2 separate regions of the Sus scrofa genome follow, and region 2 is linked to region 1. A link is a contact called in public Hi-C data. All regions are on one chromosome and are shown on one strand. Each heading gives the region's core, a stretch centred on a gene start, on an enhancer-like site or on the middle of the called end of the contact. The rest is flanking DNA. Distances are from core to core; before and after follow the strand shown. Region 1 overlaps MAML1 (mastermind-like protein 1). Region 2 holds the start of CANX (calnexin).

Region 1 (4,688 bases), core at 945-3,444:
TGGGGGAGTTCCTGTTGTTGCTCAGTGGGTTAACTATCTGACTAGTATCCATGAGAATGCAGGTTTGATCCCTGGCCTCAATCAGTGGGTTAAGATCAGCATAGGTTGCAGATGCAGCTCAGATCCCACGTTGCTATGGCTGTTGGGTAGGCTGGCAACCACAGCCATGACTTGACCCCTAGCCTGGGAACTTCCATATGCCAGAGGTAGGACCCTAAAATGGGAAAAAAACAAAAACAAACAAACAAAAAAACAATGGATCTACATATCCTGATGTGGAAGAAAGTCCAGGACACACTGTGGTGTGAAAAAAGCAAGTTGGCATCATTTAAACTTTGAGGAAGTATGAGAACACTCTGTTTACTATTATACAAGCCCACGCCATGAGAAGGCTTCCAGGGAGGTGACATTTTAGAACATATTTGAACGTGAGTAGAAATGCAACTAATGATCATGATAAAAATGGTACTTGACCATTCTCCACCCTACAGAGCCATGTGATTCTGTCAGGCTTGAGTGTCTTGCCTAAATAACTATAGAGTTTATCAGATGTGTTAGGAAGCAGCCACTCACCTAAAATGTACTGTATTTTGAAAATACAGATCTGAAAGGTGGTTTAAAAAAAACCAAAAACCAAAAACCAAAAAACCAAAAACCAAAGAAGAGTCCGTGAGGAAGACATTAAATGTGATCTCCTTTTTTGTTTTTTTTTGTTTTTTGTTTTTTAGGGCTGCACTCACAGCATATGGAGGTTGCCAGGCTAGCTAGGGGTCCAACTGGACCTGTAGCCACTGGCCTATGCACCAATGCCACAGCAACACCAGATCCAAGCTGCGTCTGTGACCTACACCACAGCTCATGGCAATGCTGGATCTTTAATGCACTGGGCAAGGCCAGGGATCAAACCCACAACCTCATGGTTCCTAGTCTGATTTGTTTCCACTAAGCCATGACGGGAACTCATAAATGTGATCTTTACCTGCTTAAATACTTAAGTCATATGGCATGAAAGAGAGACTAGACTAAGTGCAGGGGATTCCTCAATCCTGTATGCAGTTAAAACCAAGTTGTACTAGGGGATTTTATCCTATTTTTGTTTATTAAGAATCAATCCTGGGAGTTCCCATCATGTCTCAGCAGAAATGAATCAGACTAGGAACCATGAGGTTGCGGGTTCAATCCCTGGCCTTGCTCAGTGGGTTAAGGATCTGACGTTGCTGTGAGCTGTGGTGTAGGTTGCAGACTCAGCTCGGATCTGGCATTGCTGTGGCTCTGGTGCAGGCTGGCGACAATAGCTCCAATTGGACCCCTAGCCTGGGAACCTCCATATGTTGTGGGTGTGGCCCTCAAAAGACAAAAAAAAAAAAGGAAATCAATCCTGGAGTTTCCTGGCAACCTAGCAGTTAAGGATCCAGCACTGTCACTGCTGTGGCACAGACTTTGATCCCTGGCCTGGGAACTTCTGCATGCTGCAATCGTGCCCCCCCCAAAGAATCAATCTTGGTTGGCTTGATCAATTTTCACTCCCAAGGGAGTCAAAGGTTGAAAGTAGCCACTCCCTCCCTCACTTTGTGCCCCAATCACCTAGAACTTGGTAACATGATGGACAGAAGTGAACGAAGAGTAAGAGAGCCAGTCCTGTGCTCACCTGGCTAGGTGGAACCAGTGATCGGAAGGGCATATTTCCTGGCTTTGGTTTCATCAGAAATAAGGAGTTCTGCTCATTGTTCAGATGAGGCAGCTGCTGGGGAAGATAAGCCATCAGGGCCGGCTTGCTCTGACCAGCCCCAGGACTGCCTTGCCCACAGTCGGCTTTGTAGTGAGAAAGGGGTTTGGTATTGCCGTAGTCTAGCACTGACCCTTGGCTAGCCACAGCATTCTGACCCAAGTTACTCGGTGGCTGGTGACTCAGAAGGTTCACATGGCTGGGCTGGAGGTAGGGGCCTCCGGGCCGAGGGGAGCTCTTGTTCACACTGGGCATCATGAGCAATTTGGAATTGCTGAAGTCTTGTTTGTAACTGGGAGGGCTGGCAGGCTTCTCCATGGGATAAGGGACATTTAAAGGGCTGTGGGAGGGGCCTGTCTGCTGCCATGTGGACATCTGGCCTGGACCTGGTGCTGGGGCAGTCTGCTGTGGATTCTGGAGCATCTGCTCGCGCTTCTGCTTGGCAGCGATCTGCTGGAGCTGGTGGGCAGAGGACAGTTCTGAGCCCCCGGCAGGGCCCTGGCTAGGCAACACCACACTGGAGAGGGCTCTTTGTGCATTCTGGGCCTGAGCTGATGCCGGCATCAGGTTAGGACTGGGACTGTCCACCCCAGGCTGACCAGAGGCGTGGAACAGAGGCTGAGAGCCCCCTAGGCTGGCTGAATCTGTGCTCACAGGGCCAGATGAAGGCCCCATAAAGGTCTGTCCTGCAGACCCAGCCCTCACTTGTGGAGAGCCTAACTGTTCTTGTTCAAAGGCTGCTGGAGAGAATTCTGTCTTAATATTAATGTCCTGTGCCAAAGGGGTCTGTGTAGCAGAACCAGAAGACTCTGGATCCTTCTTCTCTTCAAAGTCCTCATTAAAGAGATCCTTCATGTCTTCATCGGGCACTGACCTGTTCAGCTCCTCGATGAGCTCTTTCCACTCCTGCTCGTTAAGGTTGAGGTCAGGCATGAGGTTGCTTTGAGATATGGAGCCTCCAGCCCCTGGGATCATGCAAGGCAGGTCATCCACCGGCTCCTGCTTCAGTTCTTTATTCCGGCTCAGGGGAAATGACTCACCAGGGTTGTTGCCTCCATTTGGGTGGAGGCTTGAGTCTGCCAGACACTTCTTGCTAATAGAGTCCAGCCCCAGTGAGTGCTTTCCGCTGGCTTGCAGGGCATCTGTGCCAGGCTTGTCAGGCTGACCAAGGGGGGAGGCAGGAGGCAGGCCATTGGAAGACACAGCTACTCCCAGAGGGGCCTCCCGGCGGGTCTTCTTATGCCCAGGAAAGAGGTCTCCATAGCCATTCTGTTGATCACCATTCTGAGGGGACGTGGCACTATCAAGATTCCTCTTCACTGTATCATGGAGATGCTGAAAAACACAAAAAAAGAGTGACTTATGAATACAACACCACATATGAGGCCCCTCTGCTTCTAAGGGTGACTTAAACCAGGGTCCTGAATCCTCTGCAGATCTTGTTTGCCCAGTTTACCCCCCACTTCTGGGAACAAACTCTCATTTCCCCTCCAGGGCTGTCTCTCCCTCCCTCAGGTCCTGTGGCCTCGCCTGAGTCAGGACTAGCTCAACTATGGGAAAGCAACCCAGCTGCAGTCAACCCGTCAGTCCCTGGACTTTTGCAGCTTTTTTTGTAGGACACAAGCCTGATAGAGCCCACAGTCATCTAATCTGAGGATATGCCTGAGAATGGAGCCAGTAAGAGCCAGAAGATACATACATACTCTTGAAGCCACCATTTGAGTCCTAGATCTAGGTTATACCCAAAACCAGCCATCCCCCTGGACTTTTCACTTACGGGAACAAATAAATCCCTCCTTGTGTTTAAACCAGTTTAACTTGGATTTCTGTTGCTTTCAGCTGAAGGAAATTTGGCTAGTACAGACTTTTTCTCAGGCCTTGCTTGAGGCTGATCACAAGCTCCAGGCCTCCAGCTCAGTGCACGGGCATTTTCATGTCCTTCTCAGCCTTTCTAGGTGCCCTTGCCTGGCTCCACCCCTTCTTTCCAGGCTAGGCTGCTTCCTCATATGCTTTGCAGACTTCTGCCTTTTGGCTTTTGTCCCACTCTCCTCCCCGCCACTACCGAGCATCTTCTAATCCCCTGCACCCAGTCACCAGCCCTCACAAACCCTACCACTTCTTAACAAGACCGTTAATTTTAACACAGTCACATCTGGCACTGTCACATACTTCCCTGTGTTGTCCTCAACCAGATTTGTTCAACTAACCTTATTAAGAGTCTATCATGGGAGTTCCCGGTGTGGCTCAGTGGTTAACGAATCCAACTAGGAACCATGAGGTTTCGGGTCTGATCCCTGGCCTTGCTCAGTGGGTTAAGAATCCATTGTTGCCATGAGCTGTGGTATAGGTAGCAGACGTGGCTCGGATCCCAAGCTGCTGCGGCTCTGGCATAGGCCAGTGGCTACAGCTCTGATTAGACCCCTAGCCTGGGAACCTCCATATGCCATGGGTGCATCCCTAGAAAAGACAAAAAAAAAAGGAGTCTATCATGTGTCAGGGACAAGTGCTGTGGGATATCAAGACAGATGAGGTGGTCTATCTCTTCACGGGCTTCCAATCTTCTAGGATACAGGACATACATGGATGTGGCTACAGACTAAGACAAATGCCCTATGCAAGAAGTAGAGCAACAAGCACTCTGAGAGTCCAAAGGCAGGAGTTTCATGGAAAGAACATAACAGTAGGGGTGGGGAAGAGAAAAGGCAGTATCTTTCTTCCCCAGCCTCATTTTCAACAGCCAGGACACAATTCCTCCACTAATAGACACACCTACACTTGGCCTCTATTCATGGCTGCTCTTTTCCTATGTTTACTTCTGTTACATTTTTGTCCTTCATCCCCCACTGATATTCCATCCCTTCCCCCAACTGGCCCAAAGCATCGGTACTGTGCTTTTTACAATGTTCCAAATAACAGCTTTCACTATTATGGTTAAATGGATTTCAGAAGAGTCAGAGAGTAG
Region 2 (4,688 bases), core at 907-3,406, 76 kb after region 1:
AGACCCCTAGCCTGGGAACCTCCATATGCCGAGGGAGTGGCCCAAAGAAATAGCAAAAAGACAAAAAACAAAACAAACAAAAAAAAAACAAAGTAGTTTCATGTTCACCATCTTACTTGTCCCTCCTAAAAAGCCCCCTAATGGTAAGGTAGGTAGTCAGAGGATTCCTCACTCCAATTTTAAAGACATAGAAACCAACTTAGCTCATAAGCTAGTTACCATGCTGGGCCTGGAATTCAAGTCTCTTGAGTCTGCATTTATGCTTACCAACTGTCGCTTCGTTCCCTTAAGCTATCTCTCAGGGCAAAGTGAACTCTGTAACTGAAAGGATGCAATAGCAGGATTGCCAAAACTGCAGCAACAACTTCTGTCAAAACGTTTACTCTTTGGAAGATAATGTGTTAGCTGAAACTGTTAAGGAGAGATAGTCAAGTAGGAAGGGATGCTGACACCCATTATCGGATAGGTCAGAAAATCTGCGGTGCAACACATTTACTCCAATACACAGCTCACTGTAGCCACCTCATGATCCAGTTTCCTGGCTTGTTTGCTTGTGCACACAGACTGGTGCACAGGAGGACTCCCACACAGTGCTTTACCTCTGCTCTAACTACAGCAAATATACAACTCAGCAGTGACCCTTCAACAGTACTGAAAAAAGAGTGAGGTACACAACAGTCTTGAAGATCAACGGGGTTCCCCTCTTAAAACAAAACAAAACAGAACGAAAACCTCCCCACACCATTCTACCCATTAAGAAATTAAGTAAAAGGTTCTATTTCTTAAATTAGAGGTAAAGAGACCTAACTGTGGTTCACCTTTCTCCTCCCAAGCTTTTAATTAATATCCAGCTCAGTTTAACTTCCCTCAATCAGCAGTCAAACCACTAGGTCCAGTTTCTTCCTCCTATTTCCATAAATGTGACTTCAGGTCCTGGAAAATAGGACTTAGCTAATTAGGATGTTAGTGTAGTGGATCAACAGCATTCACCATAATAATTTACTGCAGTCATTTATCAAGCAGTTAAAAATGTACATCTAACTTTCCTGCTCTTTCTTACACACGTCTTAATGGTAACAACAACTCTATCAGGTATTACATCCATTATCTGAAACGAAGTGAACTGCCCAGGTTCACATAGCAACAAATGGCTGATGAAGGACCTGAACAAGGGCCTTAGTCTTAACCACTACACACAAACTGCCTAGCTTTCAACTGTAATTCCAACGTGATCATAAAACTAATCGCATGACCTTGGGCCGATCATTTCTGAGCTCTGGGCCTCAGTTTCCTTCACTATAAAACGACCTGCCCACGGAGAGCTTTTGGGTGCTTTCCTGCTTTTAAAAGCCCACTGAATTTACGACGAGATTACTTACTCCCCCAATCTCCAAATAGATGTAAATGTTAGGACTTAAGTTTTTTAACCAGTGCGTGTTCTAGCACATTCTCCATACTCTTCAGGCTGCTACAGTCCAGTCTTCACTTTGCGGTTTTAATTTTCAAATTTTAGATCTGTAATGCTAATTCTAAATATCCTCTCTCTGTCCTATTATCACCTTTCCCCACTACTAAGAGTACCAACAAGGCCCGATCCTATTCCAGACCTTTACCCGGTTACTCTACCCCACCTCACAGCTTCCCAGGCAGTCAGCAATAGGTATAAGAAAGCCCTAGAAGCAGAACCATGAAGAGAAGTTAGCTTTCCCAGAGGTCAAGAAAGGCTCTAGGACACCTGCCACGCCTCCCAACCCCGGCGGCGCGGCCTGGGCCTGGCTCCGCAACTCAAGCGGCCCAGGTTCAGGCCTAACCCATCCCGTCTGGCGGGTCCACCAGGGCCTGAGCCATCGAAACTCAGCCGGACCCCTCAGCCCCGGCCACGCCCGGCTTCTCGAGACCTCCGCCGCCAGGCCGCGCACCCAGGCCCCCGAGGGTCCTCACAGGCCCGAAGACACGGGCAGGCCCCTGTCTCACCTCAAGCCTCAGGAGGACCGCCGGTGGTGCCCGCGCCTCCTCCCGCCCGCACACCTGGCCCCACGCTGCAGTGGAGACAGCGGCTGAGGGAGCCTGACCGTCACGTGCCGCAGAACCAAGAGGCCTCGACTCCTGCAGCCGCCGCGCGAGCGAGCCCCACCGCACGAAGCCCGGCCCTGCGTCCGCCCCTGTCTCCTCAGTAGCTACCACCAGCGCCAAGTCCCGCCCTCTCGCGCAAGATCCTGAATTCAATTGGTTATTGTGGCCATCGCTCTATGCACCTTCCCATACGCCCCCTAGGGCTATTCTTCGTGGAGTGTGGGGATTGGTTAGGAGTGAGGCAGGAAGTGGCTGTTGGTTGGGCAGTATGGAAGGAGGCGGTGTACGGCGGCATCGGGATCGGCGGGGGCGCGCGCGCGCGCGCGCGCGTCGTGGGGCGGGACTGGCCAGGCAGGCGTTCCCGCGCTGGTTGTTCTGGTGCCTTAGTGGGCGCGCTGCCCGGCACTGCATCCTAATTTCTATGGTTTCGACCGTTCAGGTGCCTGGACCCGGGCCTCGGGGTCTGGCATCTCATTCCCTTCGATGAGAGAGCAAATGGAAGCTGGCAGGATGGGTGGGAGGTCCATTGAGCCATCGGGAAGGACCTGGTTTCCAGTGCAGCGAGTGCGCAGATATGATGGAATCAGTCACGGCTCCCTTGGCCTGTCCTGGAGTCGCTGTACACCAGGCGCCACCGTTCCTGCAGAGTCATTGCTCTGGGCCCAGCAGTCTGAGGCCGCCTTATCACCCAACGTCAAAATATAGCCCAGAATACTATAATCCAGCGTTACTTCAACTTTCAATTTGTGATGTTTCCAAAAGCAAGATAAGACAAAAAGGGCACAATCACACTTAACAGCAGTGAGTGAGAAAAAGATGGTGCAATGGAAAATTTTCAAACACACCACAGATTTTGTAACTAACTTTTAGCACATCTTCAGTTTTCTGGGCCTGAGACAGAGCAGGACTGTAGATCCTACTAAGGATCTTGTTAGAGATTTTTTTTCCGTTAAAGCACAATGTTCTTAAAAGGAAGCTGAGGCCAAATCTCTGAAGAATGAATTTTGTGTTTGTTTTTTTCACAATTTGAAGTCACTTTATTTACTGACCCAGATTACAAAAATAATCACATAGACAACTCAGTTCATCCATTTAATAAGCCTGTTAGATCTATTTATCTGGGCCCTTCAGGAGAAGATAGTTTGAAGGGCCACAGGATGTTGTTTGCTTCTTTGAAGCATTTTCCAACAGTACGGATTTCATGAATAAGATCCTCCAGGAGTTACTATTGTGGCTTAGTGAATTAAGAACCTAACATAGTGTCTGTGAGGATGCGGATTCAATCCCTGGCCTTGCTCAGTGGGTTAAGGATCCATCCTAAGCTTAGGCGTAGGTCACAAATGTGGCTGCAATCCCATGGGTTTTTTTGTTGTTGTTGTTTTTGTTTTTTTCATTTTTCTTATTACTCAAATGAATTTATCACATCTGCAATCCCATGTTGCTGTGGCGGTGGTGTAGGCCAGCAGCTGCAGCTCTGATTCAACCCCTAGCCTGGGAACTTCCATATGCCACATATGTGGGCCTAAAAAAAACAAAAACAAAAAAAAAGGGGGAGGGAGGGGGAGAAAGAAAGAAAAGAGGAAAAAAAAAAAAAAAAGGTAAGATCCTGCATGATGGCTTATTTACCAAGAGATGGAGCAGTCCAAGTGTTATCTGTCAGGGCAGTTTCCTTCTTGTTGATTTGCCATAACCACGACTGGAGATTCATTTATCTTCTGGCTTGGAGATCCACTCATCTTCTGACTTCAGGTGTGGGTACCTTCCATGCAGTATGTGGTTCCATAATCCTCAAGTGTTAACTGAAGCTTCCTTGAGCTTAACAAGGGTGCAGTTGAAGATTTGGTGAAAACAAAGAACATGCAACACCTTTCAGATCTCTGGGCTCACACCATTGATATCTGTGATCCTGATGAGGAATGCCCATTTGGGTCCCTCAGGTACACCAAACTTGCCCACTTTTCTTGTTATCCTTGTCATCTGAATCTCAGTTCTATCTGCCTATATTCCCTATGACATGATTAGCTTTTTCATAGGTAAGCTTCTTTCTTGCCTTTCAAAACATCTTTTGGGCAAACTCAGGAACTTAATCCCAGGGTCTGTAAAATTCCTCCACTTTTTTTCTTAAGGATTTGCCTTTTTTTTTTTTTTTTTCTTCTAAACTCACCATGGTTTCACCAGGAAGAAAACTTGATATCTTGGAGTTCACTGTGGCCCAGGGGAGTGAGAACCCGACATAGTGTCTGTGAGTATGCGGGTGCAATCCCTGGCCTCGCTCAGCGGATTTAGGATCCGGTGTTGCTGCAAGCTGCCGTGTAGTTTGCAGATGCTGCTTGGATCTGGTGCTGCTGTGGCTGTGGTGTAAGCTGGCAGCTGCAGCTCTGATTTGACCCCATCCCTAGAAACTTCCATATACCACAGGTACATCGTAAAAGGAAAAAGAAAAAAAAAAGACTTGCAATCTTTTCTTGATAATGCAAAAAAGGGTACTTGAGGTATTAGAATATTTTATAATTATAATCATTTTATAATTATTAGATGTAGAACATGTGGGAGATTGGGTTAAATGTATTTCGATTTTATGGTATAATCTGCAAGATGGTTTTCTTGCAGGTAGG

What was found. A called contact is a pair of places that touch in the nucleus more often than the background predicts.
Region 2: a contact with region 1 is called in a Hi-C map of liver, with 2.6 times the contacts expected there. The contact joins the promoter of CANX here to the enhancer-like site in region 1. A contact is called at or near these places in 3 of 47 Hi-C or Micro-C datasets (heart right ventricle, liver and skeletal muscle) and 2 of 2 datasets of contacts at active chromatin or transcription factors (alveolar macrophages and skeletal muscle).

The regions. Positions count from the first base shown.
Region 1 is chr2:78,837,682-78,842,369 of Sscrofa11.1, forward strand. MAML1 (mastermind-like protein 1) reads right to left here. Exons shown (of 5, transcript XM_003123646.5): 2 at 1,649-3,061. Among named protein-coding and RNA genes, the nearest start is that of MAML1, 37 kb to the right of the region's middle. Within about 2 kb of position 2,195, at least 15 of the 83 cell types and tissues checked have an H3K27ac peak or open chromatin away from gene starts, as enhancers often do. A contact at or near this core is called in alveolar macrophages and liver, where this site is marked.
Region 2 is chr2:78,913,672-78,918,359 of Sscrofa11.1, forward strand. It overlaps CANX (calnexin), which reads right to left and starts at 2,157. Exons shown (of 15, transcript NM_001243210.1): 1 at 1,975-2,157.